Regions from separate parts of the Zea mays genome. Here region 1 is linked to region 2. The links are chromatin contacts, called in public Hi-C maps. All regions are on one chromosome and are shown on one strand. The core of a region is the stretch at or near the end of the contact, and the rest is flanking DNA. Distances in the headings are between cores, read along the strand shown. Region 1 overlaps LOC100193870 (MAG2-interacting protein 2). Region 2 holds the start of LOC103636116 (cinnamoyl-CoA reductase 1).

Region 1 (6,175 bases), core at 1,237-3,736, 190 kb before region 2:
AAAACATTCCTAGGAATTTTCCTGGAATATTTGGAAGGTTCTACAATATTTTGAGAATTAAAACGAATTTTGCATTTTCTAGAACTAATAAACGCTAAAATCCGAATTTGACCCGAATTTCGTTTCGTCCAAACCCTAGGAATATATGTGGCTGGAACTCTCTCGCTGAGCCCTTTCCAAATATCAAAACAGTTTCTCTGGATTCGATCCACAACTCCCGGAATTGCTCGCCGAAGTTCGTGGCGGTTCTAACTCCGGCGATCAATTACTTTCAATACGTGTGTCGTTGGCAAAATCCGAGAGGACCGCTGCGTTCGTCTCATCGAGGGCGTCGTTTTGGTGCTTTCGGTTCGTCGTCAATCAACGGATTTCTCCTCAGCTCCAGCGATGGTCTTCTTCTGTGGTGAGCAACCAACATGATTTGGGATCCTTGTGCTTCATTTTCTTCACTGTTTTGTGGCAGCCCCTCCCCGGCCGACCCCTCCCCTGCGTCGCCCACCCCCTTTCTCTCCCCTCTCCCCTCCCCTGCCTACGGCGCGGCGGGCGACCGTTCGACCCTAGCCGTGCCCCCCTCCTCCGCATGAGCCTTGGGCGCGGGCAACTTACCTGTCGTGCGCTGCAAGCCCCTCTCGAGCCAAGCCAGTCGAGCGCCTGCCCCTCCCCCCCTGCCCGCCCGAACCGCCCCCTCCTCTATGACTTTTCGTCTCTCCAAACCTACTCCCATAACCCTAGCAGCCGCCACCGGAGCTGCACGCCCGCCGGAGCTATGCCCCACCCTTCGCTAGAAGCTGCACAGTTAATGTACTGGTGGATATGTTTGGACAAACAAGGATAAAAAAGGAAATCTGAAATAGCGTATTTCAGAGTTGAATAGAAGTTGAATGGCATATGTGCAAGTTTAAGAAGTTTAGTGACACGTATCAAAACGTAGAAAATTGTAATGACACAAATATAATTAACCCTTCTTCTTTAGCCTGTGTGCTGTTTGCCGGGCCATAGTCTGTAATAAAGTACTTTAAGGGCTTGTTCGGTTATTGATATTACATGTGTATTGGAGTGTATTGGGTGGGATTGGGGTGGATTTTGACTTGTTATGGATTTAAACCGGCTCAATCCCACCCAATACATGTAGATTATCACCAAAACGAACAAGCCCTAAATGTGTAAACATGCTCTGCAGCCTATGTGGGCTTGTGTTGTTTGTTTGGTTGAAGGTTGGGGGATGTAGTTGTTTTTAGGTGGTTGTGTTTCTGAACCTAAAGAACTTTGTAGTTTTGGGATAACAATATGAAATCTTCCACCATTCACTTTTACCATTATCTAAAAAAACATTTTATGTTACAGGTACACCGGTAGTACAGCAAGAGTGTAAAAGTTAACTACACAGGACTTTGCCTACAACTCTTTGTTCGAAAGAGCTAATGCAGACTGCAGAAGAGAAACAAGTTTCGGCTGTAGGGTGGAGATTGTGTGCCTTACACAAACTTCACCGTCAGTGAGAGCAGCATCGCTCCCTCCCACCTCATCAAGTTGGGCAACCTGGCCTTGAAGGAAGCATCGCACACTGGTCTCGGTGATATCCATCAGGCCCAGAGATGGATGTGTGTGCATCCATCTCGAGATGACGAACCCAGCCAGAAGATACTGCCCTCCGAGGACCAGTTCAGATACAAAACATGGAAACAGAACTCTAGCGAACAGTAAAGATCTGTTGATCTTAGATGTTGCTTCGTTCCATTGTACGAGGAGATCAGTCTGGAATGACCTTGCAAGGTGCCCGACAAGATGGCATATGTAAGAGAAAAATTTAGAGTATGCCTCTTCTGTGATGATCTTCTGCATAGTTCCAGAGGAAAGAACCAAGGCAAGGAGCTCCTGATCATCAGCATTTGATGAGGTGGACACGATTCCTTCCCTCATTTTCACCTCCACCATCTGCAGGCACTGCAGTCTCAGAGATTCATATGGGAGTAGCAACACAGTTTTAAGGGCCATGAAGCAGTCCAGAGCAGATACAAGTTCAACCAAGCTGTGTGCTTCTTCTTCCTCTAGGAACACGCTGTGTTTCAAAGATGCTCGGTCTAGAAGTTCAAGTACCTTGTGCAGCTCACCAAGTTCAACACGTTTTCTGATAATCTCCATCCAGCAACTGTGGAGGGGATGCACAGATAACAACACACCCTCTTGTTTATTCTTTGGACTCTCCAACTCTTCCGGTAGCGCCTCCCAGCCATCATCCCATCCATCACTCCAGTCACTTGTTTCTTTTGGTGATTCATGAGGTGCAACATGCTCTTCTTTGGGGGAGAACAATTGCTCCCACTCTTCTAGCACTGCTTCAAAAACAGCAACGCTCACACCAGAAGCACGTTCTGACAATTTTAAAAAACAAGATACTGCAGAGTCAAGAGTTGCTAGGTTTTCTGGAGTGATATTAGCGTCAGGCAGAACTGCAGCGACCATCTGAGTAGATCTAAGTGCGACAAGAGTCCCTGTGATGCTGCTAGAGGAGTTGATACTCTCATCAGCTATGGCAGCACCCGCTCCATGCTCATACCATGATTCCCATGGCTCAACCTGACACACCATTTCATTTGGAAGAGATTTAAGGTTTCTTCCTGTGATACATTGCATCAGCTGTAGTGCATAGACTCGTAATTGGCTCTCTAGCTGCATGTCTTCCGAATAGCGGATTAACTTCCCCCAAACACCAGATCTGACCATTTCTAGAGCACCAGCATGTTTTCCCGTTGACCGGCTCAAAGATGACAGCAAATTATGAAGCAATATTCGATATTCGCAAGATTCCTCACTCAAATCCGACAAACACTTTTCTGTAGCAGCATTATAAAGTTCTAAGAGGTCCAAATAATTGCTTGGATCTGCATTCTCACTCCCTAACTGTCCTTGTCCTCCAAAGTATACTTCAACTACAGATTCAAAACTGCAGCCTGATAGAATCATAGCTCGACAAAAGCATGGTGTTTCCATCATCTTTCCATTTCTAAGGCAATCTTTTACATACATGGAAATGGCATCCCAACCTTGGTGCAGTGCTATCTCATCAATTATTAATAGCTGCCTGAAAGCTCTCATGCACAGAGATAACCTATTTGAATTTAAGTAGTCTGTTCTTCCATATGAGCAAGCATCAATTGAATCCCCCGGTATGTCATCAACAACTTTAGACCAAAATTCTAGTAGCGTGGCAAGAGGTTTCCTCCATGAAGGTTCCTGTGGATGGCTTCGTGCTAAGTTAGATGGAAAGCAAAGGGTGCAATACCTTCTTACAATATATGAAATATCTGTGGCTGGAAGAGCTTGGATGTACTCCCTGCAACTATCATAGTTCAACTCAAATTCGCATAGGGAAGCCTGCAACTTTTCATAATCTGTGTTGTTCGATTGTGCTTCACTGCGGCCTTCAAGTGATGCCAGCAACCCCAGAACATAGTGCTTGTAAACACCTTGTTGTGATATGAGTCCCTTGGCCAGTACATCAACATACATACTCACAAGAGACTGTACCATATCGGCTATAGCAGTGACGGTGGAGGCATGGATATTCTTGCATACTTCGTCATTGAAATGCTCAAAGTTCAGATTATCCAGTCCAGCAATGTTTTTAAAGTTCAAGCCATCAATGAAGCAGACTTTCTTGCACTCTTCCTCAAGTACCTTATAGTACTGAAATGGTTCAAGCTTATGGGTATGCACATGCACTGGGTATCTCAATTCTATCTCATTGGTCCTCTTCAGATATGAATGACATGCTGAAAGAATGCCGTAAATGTAAGAAAGACGTTGTTTATTATACCCATCTATCTCCAGATAGACATCTGAATATATCATATCGATCACACCCTTAGCTGAGCTGACAATATCCTCCCGGAATTCAGAAATTTCGTTCAGAATATCATTGTTATCCCAGTATTCAGACACAAGACTGCAGGCGAGAAATCGTAAAAGCACCTAAAAATCCAAGCAACCATATGAGATTGTAAAACATCATGAGACAAAACTGCAGGTGAGAAATTTACATATAAAAAAACTCGACCTGCGGGGGTAAGACCGCTTCCACGGCATTATATTAAGAAAAAGACCTTCTAACGCAGGTCACTAAACCCCCCGAACCCTTGCCCCACCCATACACAGCGGAACCGTAGCCCATGTGAGAACAACCGCGACCGGGGCGAGACCTTAGACCTGTGCTTTGGTGTGGGATAGACGAGGTGATTTTGTAACCACAGCCTGAAATTCGCTCCCACGGGGAGTCGAACCCACGACCTGAGGAGTGCTAATCAGACCACCTAACCAACTCAAGTAGAGGCCCTTTCGCTAGAAATTTACATATAAAGAAAACAAAAATATAAGCTCAGATGTGTGAGAGAGACCTCAGTTCGTTGCAACCCATATGCCTCAGCTATCCGCACTGCTTCCTTGAGTATGTGTTTTTTCTCCATCTTTACAGAATTAACAAAGGAGTAAACTACTATTTTGATATAATTAACATCACCAGACAAGAATCGAGATGTGTCTATATCAGGTAATATCTGCTTGAGCATCCGCGCTTGATCAGCCAGTTGTTTATCCTCTTCTAACTTTGATTTCCATTCTCTCCAGAAGGTTGTATTTGCCATATCAACCTGGTCTAAATCATCTGTCAAAGTTGGTAGAAACAAAATGAATATGGTATGTATTAGCACAAAAACAATTCAAATAAAACTCAGCAGAAGATTGAGCTCAGCAGAATATTCAATAGTAAAATAGTGACCATATTGATGACTTGTTGATTTTAGTACACCTACCGGTATCGGCTGAGGTGAACTTCTCATGAAATTTGTGAAGCAACAGGTTTCTCCTCTGTTCAGGAGTGGAGCACTCTTTCTTAGAATTATTGAGGGAACTATATAACATTCCTACACTCATTATGCTGCTAATTTCTTGATAAGATTCTCGTCTTTTTAGCTCTTCCTCTATTATTTTCACTCCATTGAAAGGGTCCATGAGATTCAAAAGAACCGAGCAGCCAAGTACATCAAACTCTTCATCAATGGGAGGCTCCATTATAGACTTTGCAAGAATCATGATTATATTATCATTGGGGGCCAAACCATTTATAACTAACCAATATATGATACTGGTTGCTGCTTTTACTTTTGTTGAAAATCGACATCTCCTAGTGAGATGATCCATTATTTCACCATCACATGCTTCATTACTGAACAATTTCAAAAGCCATGGTAATACCAGTGCTCCAAAGCACAACAATTTCCGGTTTTCTTCCAACATAGACTCCCAATTATGTGTGTCTCCATTAGAAAAGTCCAAGCAAACTTTTGACAGCATGTCTTTAACAATTCCCACAAGGTCGCTACGTCTATCATGGCCATTGTCATCTCTCAGGTCAAGTATGTCTTGCACACTTTGTACAGGAAGTGGTGTGATTGAAGATCCATCAATCAAGAAATTGGGAGGATTTGTTGCGGTTGTAATCATTAATTTCTCAAAAGTACCCTGAGCATGAAGCTCCTTCCAAGCATTCAACAATTCCCCAACAGAATCGTCATCACAATGGCTGAGAGCGAAACCCAATAGCTTTTCACGGGTACCAGTATCCAAATTGTCAAGTGGAGGGCCTCTAGCAATTGCAGCACATAAATCCCACACTGCACCATGACTCTTTTTTGTTAAATTTAAACAGATATCAAGGGCAAGTTGAAGATCACCATTTACCACAGCTTCTCTGGCAATAGCCTCCTCCACATCCGCTACTTCCTCTTCACTTCTTAATCCCAGAAGTTTAGCGACATCAATGATCTCTTCAAAATGAAGGTATGCACCTGCTTGACATGTTATCACCATGCGGATGATATCCATAGGATCCTTTACCTGCCTGAACTGAAGAGGAAGGATAGTCACCCCTAGATAAGGAAGTCTAACAGTAAGAGCATCAATTATATCAGTTTCTGCTTGAACATTTTTGCTATTAGGTAACAAATTTAGGCATTCCCTGGCTTTCCAAATCTGCAAGGGATTGTATAATCCAAGTTAGCATTAATCACAGAAATGAAATGGCAGAGTAATAACTGGATGGCAAAAAAAATTGGTAACATCAACTCACTTCATTCCCAGATAAAGTTGAAGCCGAGAAGAAATACTCCCTTGCAGCTTG
Region 2 (6,606 bases), core at 3,115-5,614:
TGGAGTCATTAATGATATAATCGAGTACAAGTTTTTTGGAGATAAACAACTCAAAGTGGTGTTCTTCGATTGTGATTGGTTTTCTCCAAATACAACGCGAGAAAATCAATATGGCATGGTGGAAGTCAAACACAACGATAGATTAAAAGGTCACGACACTATAATCCTTGCCCACCAATGCGAGCAGGTGTATTATATGACATATCCATCTAAGAAAAACGGTTTGGTTGATTGGAGGGTAGTGTACAAAGTTAATCCGCGTGAACGACTATATGCTCCTGGTGATGCTGGTTATGTTGAAAGTCAAATCGAGCAGGAAGTGGGGGCTGCTGAGATTTTCCAAGACGAAGAACTTACAAGCACGTTTAATGTACAAACTGAAATGTTGGAAGAATCTTTATTAGGAGATCAAAATGATGTAGAGGTTCCTCCAAAAAGAAAACGAGTGACGAGAAAGAAGAAAGCTACTTGGCGTCCATTAAATCGACGAAAGCAACTAGATCCTGATTTTGATTACGATTACGATTGACGAGTATGGATCATGATTTTATTGCATATTTTATGATTTTATTGCATATTTTATTATTTTATTGTCGATTTATGTACTAACTTGTTTTTGTTAAAATAGGATGTCAAAGAAAATGAAGTCTTTAGCTCGTAGTTTGCTTGGGTCGAGGAGTAGCTCGAGGAGCAGCTCGAGGGGTGAGGATTCAGTTTTTCAGGGCACAGGTTCTACCATGAGCAGACGGAGAGCGCTGGCAGAACATTTGCCTCCACAAGATGTAAGTTAGTTGTTAAATTACATTATTTGAGTTACTTAATATTGTCTGATGTAAGCTATTTGTTTCATAGGATGCTGAAATTGAGGAACCAGTGGTAGAGGATCATGCAAGAGATGATGTTGAAGATGATGGTGGAGATAATGTGGGAGATGATGCTGGAGACGACGCTGGTGGGGATTCTGGGGCTGGGGATTCTGGGGCTGGTGGAGATTCTGCAGCTGGGTCTGGAACTTCTCGAGTTAAGAGAACGAGGAAGCTGCATTTTGTTGGACCACCTCCAGAGCTTCCACCCGAATCTCGGGTTGTGATAAAGCCTAGTGGAAAGTGAGTGACATATCTTTGCTTAAATGTTATTGAAAGTTATGTTTTAATTTCTACATTGATTTCTGTTTGCAGGACTTGGATCGACGACTCGTTCACAGGCACAGGACACTACAGGCAGGTGAACATGGTTCTTGGTAATCTTGTTCGTCTGCACTGGCCTGGTCTTGTGACTTTGCCTACTGGCGAGTCTGTCCCCGCCACCACTTGGGAGCATTATCGCTATGGTGTCTGTAGAACGTTTGGCAACACACAGGCACTAGTTTGGGATGCATTCTGGGTATGACTTGTTTATACTATTTTAGTTATTCCATATATGTTTGCTTTTATGATAACACTATGGTTTTTGCAGAAACGGTACAAGTTGCCGGACGATGGATCATATGATATGAACGCTCGTTACGTGTTTGAGTTTAACGCGAACGATGTCGTTGCAGATGCAATGTACTATGCACGAATTCAGGCTATAAAGGCATGGTACAGAGCAAATGCTGATGATCGACCGATGCCAAATACAAAGGCCGAGTGGTCATCAATTTACTTGACGGAGGAGCAATACCTAGAGGTAAACAGGTTGTTGCCTCTCATATCGCACAAAGCCATGTATTTGCTTGCTTTATTTAAAAAATTTCATGTAGGTGTCGGTGCCGTGGATGGCCACCCGATCAGACGGTTATCGGGCATTGTGCAGATGGTGGGCTTCCCCTGACTTTCGTGCCATTTCCGAAAGGAACAGGGGAAACCGTGGGACTGAGTCGTTCCACAACTACGGCGGTGATGGTCATGTGCGCTTGGCTAAGCGAATGGTAAGTCACAGTTTGTCGTAACTTTGAATCACATAGAAATGTGTCATTATAACTTTTATGTACAGGAAGTCAAATCCGGCCGTACGCCCACGGATGTGGAGGTGTATATGCAAGGGCATAGGGGTTCTGATCCTCAGAATCCTGATGTGTTATGCACTCAGACGGCCACCGACCGTCTAGTGAGTTGATATTGTTACTCTATTATGTGTGTTGATATTGTTTGCAAGGGCATAGGGGTTATGCACTTATATTTGATATTGTTTGCCTCCAGGCTTCGTATGGGCAGGAGATGGTTCAACGCCATGGGGAGGAGTACGATTGGAGGAGCCAGCCAATCGACCCTCAGGCAGCCTATGCTAGCGCAGGAGGACAAGCCCATGGACGGTGAGATTATTTGATTTGGTTTTCAAAATTGTCATCATATGCTTGCGATTCAACTGAGCCATGAGTTACTATACTAAGTGCATGGTTCACTCTTGTAGGTTGGGTATTTTTGATTCTACGATTGATTCCAGAGAGCTGAGACGCCGTGGACGACAATCCACATCGTCGTCTTCACAGTCGTCCCGTTCACGATCAGCAGCCCATGAGATAGAGCTTGCAGTGTTGCGTCAACAGGCAGAGTACCATCAATCAGTCTTGAGGGAACAATTGGAGTACCAGAGGCAACAATCTGAATACCAGAGACAACAAGCCGAGTACCAGAAGAAGAGGGACGAGTATTATGCAAGCCTCCAGGCCCAAAATCAAGCTCTTCTCTCGGTAAGTTGAAGTAACATTTTGTAGCTTATTTTGCAAAACACTTGATGTGTATCTTGTTTGTTCAACAATGACTTGTATATAATTTGTAGCAACTAGCCCAACAAGCGGGCGTCCCGATGCCGACATATGGGATGCCGCCTCCGGACTTTGCACTGCCAATGCCAATGTTGGCGCCTCCACCTCCGTCTCCGCCTCCGTCACAATTCCCTATGGTATGTACACATATGCGTGTGTGACATGTTCATAAATGTCTTATGTGTTTAAATGAACAACTGAGTGGTTACTATTTCATGTGCTTGTGTTATAGGGATTTCAGACACCACCCGCTTCAGTTGCCGCACCTGGAGATGGGTTTGGTCAGGACGACACAACAAATTCGTGGGTGAACACCATTTTCAACACGCAGAGTCCAGCCGGAGGAGGTGGCTACTCGAACCATCCAGACGATGGATATGATTGATGTGTCGTGATGTTTTTTATGAAACACTTTGCAACACTTGTTTGTGAGACACAATTTCAGTTTGCAACAACCGTCGAACCTATATGTTGATGTTAAATTTGTGAATGTTAATATTTATGTGAGACTATTTGTGATTGTGAATACTTATTAGAATGTGTGTATTTGTGATTGTGAATGTGAATTTGTATATGTGCATGAATCTGTTTTTGTTTTGTAAATGTCAGATTTTTTAAAAAACAGAATTTTGTGTAAATTCTGTAATTTGTTATGTCCGACGGCTTAATGGTAGCCGTCGGACATAACTCTTTTGTTATTTCCGACGGCATTAACTACCGTCGGACATAAGCAATGCTTATCTCCGACGGCCTAGCGGGAGCCGTCGGACTTAATTCAGTGGGACCCACATCCCGACCGGTAAAACGGTTGGGATTTGTTATCTCCGACGGGCATAGGCAGCCGTCGGAGATAACTTATGTCCGACGGCTGCCGTCGGACATAGCACTATTTCCGACGAGTTATCTCCGACGGCTTAAAGCCGTCGGAGATAAGGCTTGACCGTCGGAAATAATCTATTTCCGACGGTTTATTCCTTATGTCCGACGGCTTTGGCCGTCGGACGTTTCTGCGTTTACTGTAGTGCATATAATCTATCTCTCTGTTATAATATAAGATATCAAATATTCCGTCGGTCTCGATCAGGATCCGGACAGTTATAGAGCCTGGTTATCTATGAGGCGCTAGTATACTGTTGAGCTTCATAATCAAACAGGGACCATCGAAATCAATGGCCTGCGATACAATAGCGTGGCTGCTTCCGCTACCAGCTCCAGCGCAATAAATTAACACCAAGAAGAAGTTGGAGGCAGCGGAGGAGGACAAGAAGAGTTGAGCACATTACTCTCACAAGATCCGAAGCCGAACCCAAGGCTAGACCTAGACGGACCGTCAGGCAGGAACGCCCGTGCGATGCCTGCCGTCCAGCGCAGCTACCCCCCACCCCAACCCATGTGGCCATGTCCCGGGCGGCAGGCCCAGGCTCCGTCTGACAAAAAACAAGCCTCGGTGAAGGTAGAGTACCGAGCCTACCTACCCAACCCCAGTCGCGCGACGAAGACAGCCGAGTCCTCTCCTCTGCTCAGCCAGTGGTGCTCGCCCTAGTAGTGTAGTACGTGGCTATTTTACCCACCCCACTCGCCGTGAATACCCTCTCCACCAACACCGAGAGGCACTACCGCAGCAGCGCGGGAGCAGGCCCGGCAGGCATGGGCGTGCTTCGGAGCACGCAGAGCCTTGAGGCGGAGGTGGACGAGCTGCGCGCCGCGCTCCTGGCGGGCGGGTGGCGCCGCTCGGCGGGCCACGCGGACGCTAAGCGCGCTCCCCGGGGTGACGCCGGAGGGGCCGCGGCGCGCGCCGTGTGCGTAACTGGCGGCATCTCCTTCGTCGGGTTCGCCGTCGTCGACCGCCTCCTCCGGCACGGGTACACCGTCCGCCTCGCGCTGGAGACGCAAGGTACCAGCCGTCCCGTCCGTCCTCCCCCACACCAACCTACCCGGCTGCTTCTCTCGCTCGCTCTGAAGCTCTCGCGCGCGCCCCTCGGCCCGGCCCGGCCCCGGTGGCAGGGACGGGGTATACGTGAAAAAAAAAATCCTCGTCCATCTCAGCCCAGAAAGCGATCGCTCTCGTCTGATTGGATGCGAATCGTCCACGACCAGTCGACCGCAAGCGCGGTCACCGGATCAAACAAAGTATGGGTAAGCACGAAGCGGACATGCTCGTTCACGCGGCACCATGCGTCCATGTCCCAACGCCTCGACTTCTCACGTGTTTAGGCAAGCCTGCCTACAAACAGGAAGGAAAAGTATTGGGGTCCCGCTTGTCTCGTTATTACTGTTAGCCCGTTTGTTCTTATCATTCTCTCGCGTTGGGCAAAGGCCGCCGGCCAGGTTTTCATCTGGCTCGTCTCTTCATTCTTTCCCTCGATGATGAGTTGCCTTGCTGACAATGGCCTCTTGCTCCGTTTCAGACGAAGGCTAATAGAACAGAGCCTACCTTTTTCTCTCTTTCCCTTTTATCATTTGTTTGCTAAAAGATTGGATGGTACTCTATTTTGTTTGTTTGTTTTGTGATCAACGCACCCGCTGAAACGACCGAGAGAAACACGAGTACACGACGAAGGACGAAACGAACTTATGATCAACCTAACTTGCACGGCAAAGACGGGAAGCACACGTCCGTCCCCGCCAGAACTTGCGCTTTGACTTTGTAATAAAACTGGTCGTCGTCCTCTAGTGCCAAACATGTAGATGAACAGAGTACTCCAAGTGGTACCGTGGTGAGCCAGTGGCGAGGGTCTAGCTAAGGTTTCTGAAACCTCCCCACCACAGCCTACAACTTTGCTATCGCACGTCGTGGGCTGACAGTGACTCTGTTCTGCCGTGTCGTCCGTCACTAGCGAATCCCCCCGGTCACTCCCAGGTTTCGAGCGTTTCGGTTTATTTGATCTCTAAGTACGTGTCTTGGCGTGCAGAGGACATGGACAAGCTGCGGGAGATGGAGATGTTCGGCGAGGACGGCCGGGATGGGGGGGTGTCGACGGTGATGGCGAACGTGATGGACCCGGACGGCCTGCGCCGCGCCTTCGACGGGTGCGCCGGCGTGTTCCACACCTCCGCCTTCGTCGACCCCGGGGGCATGTCCGGCTACACGGTGAGGACGACAACAAACTTTCGTTCTTACTGGGAGCGTTTCCTTTTTCCTATGAATTCTAGCCTCATACCTCTCACGTCGACACTAGGACTAGACATGTCACGTGGCGTCAATAGGTTCGGGCTGTGTTGGGGACATGCATGGTAGCATGTGTAATAGAACCTGGATTGCAGGATAGTCTGATAAGGAGACATGATCCATGAAATCTGCTGCTCAACCGTTGGCTTGTCAGGCTGTTGTTGTTGATGTTCAGTCGTTAAACCTACCGCGAGTAAGACATTGTCCTTTCTTTCTTTACTCACTGCTTGAAGAAAGAATACAATCTATAGCATGGGGGGCAGGCTACGTATCTTTAATTTAGTTGAACTTTAAGGAGTCGGTATCTTTTTTTTATCATACTAAACAAGTCACTAGATTATCTGTAGAATATATATATTCCTGTAGCATATCTATTTAGAATAATAGATAGATGTATATTATTTTCTGTGAATTAGACAAAGTGTAAAATTGCATTTACTGGAAGCCTGAAGAGGGTGGATCCGATACACCTTAAGCTAAGGCAATGTTTGTATCCACCTATCTAATAGTTAATCCCTTCATCCTAATTTGCAAAATTGTTTTGACTTTTTGAGATATATGACTTTTACCTTGTATCTAGATATAGATGTAGTGTATTTATAAATGTCAAAACGATACCCTATTTTTTAAAGTGGAGGGAGCGGTTGCTAAATTTTTTTGCTATGACAAAGTCAAACTAATAGTCCGCATC

The links. Hi-C and Micro-C count contacts between places; a contact is called where the count stands out from the background.
Region 1: a Hi-C map of endosperm shows a contact between it and region 2, with 4 times the contacts expected there. The contact joins the enhancer-like site here to the promoter of LOC103636116 in region 2. A contact is called at or near these places in 15 of 25 Hi-C or Micro-C datasets (ear, endosperm, leaf and 5 more) and 2 of 3 datasets of contacts at active chromatin or transcription factors (leaf and seedling).

The regions. Positions count from the first base shown.
Region 1 is chr8:150,207,357-150,213,531 of Zm-B73-REFERENCE-NAM-5.0, reverse strand. LOC100193870 (MAG2-interacting protein 2) reads right to left here. Exons shown (of 11, transcript NM_001359312.1): 8 at 6,125-6,175; 9 at 4,809-6,027; 10 at 4,395-4,660; 11 at 1,296-3,972. The coding sequence ends at 1,396. Among protein-coding and RNA genes, the nearest start is that of LOC100193870, 13 kb to the right of the region's middle. Within about 2 kb of position 2,486, at least 2 of the 20 cell types and tissues checked have an H3K27ac peak or open chromatin away from gene starts, as enhancers often do. A contact at or near this core is called in endosperm and root tip, where this site is marked.
Region 2 is chr8:150,018,160-150,024,765 of Zm-B73-REFERENCE-NAM-5.0, reverse strand. LOC103636116 (cinnamoyl-CoA reductase 1) reads left to right here and starts at 4,364. Exons shown (of 5, transcript NM_001301557.1): 1 at 4,364-4,640; 2 at 5,659-5,837. The coding sequence starts at 4,394.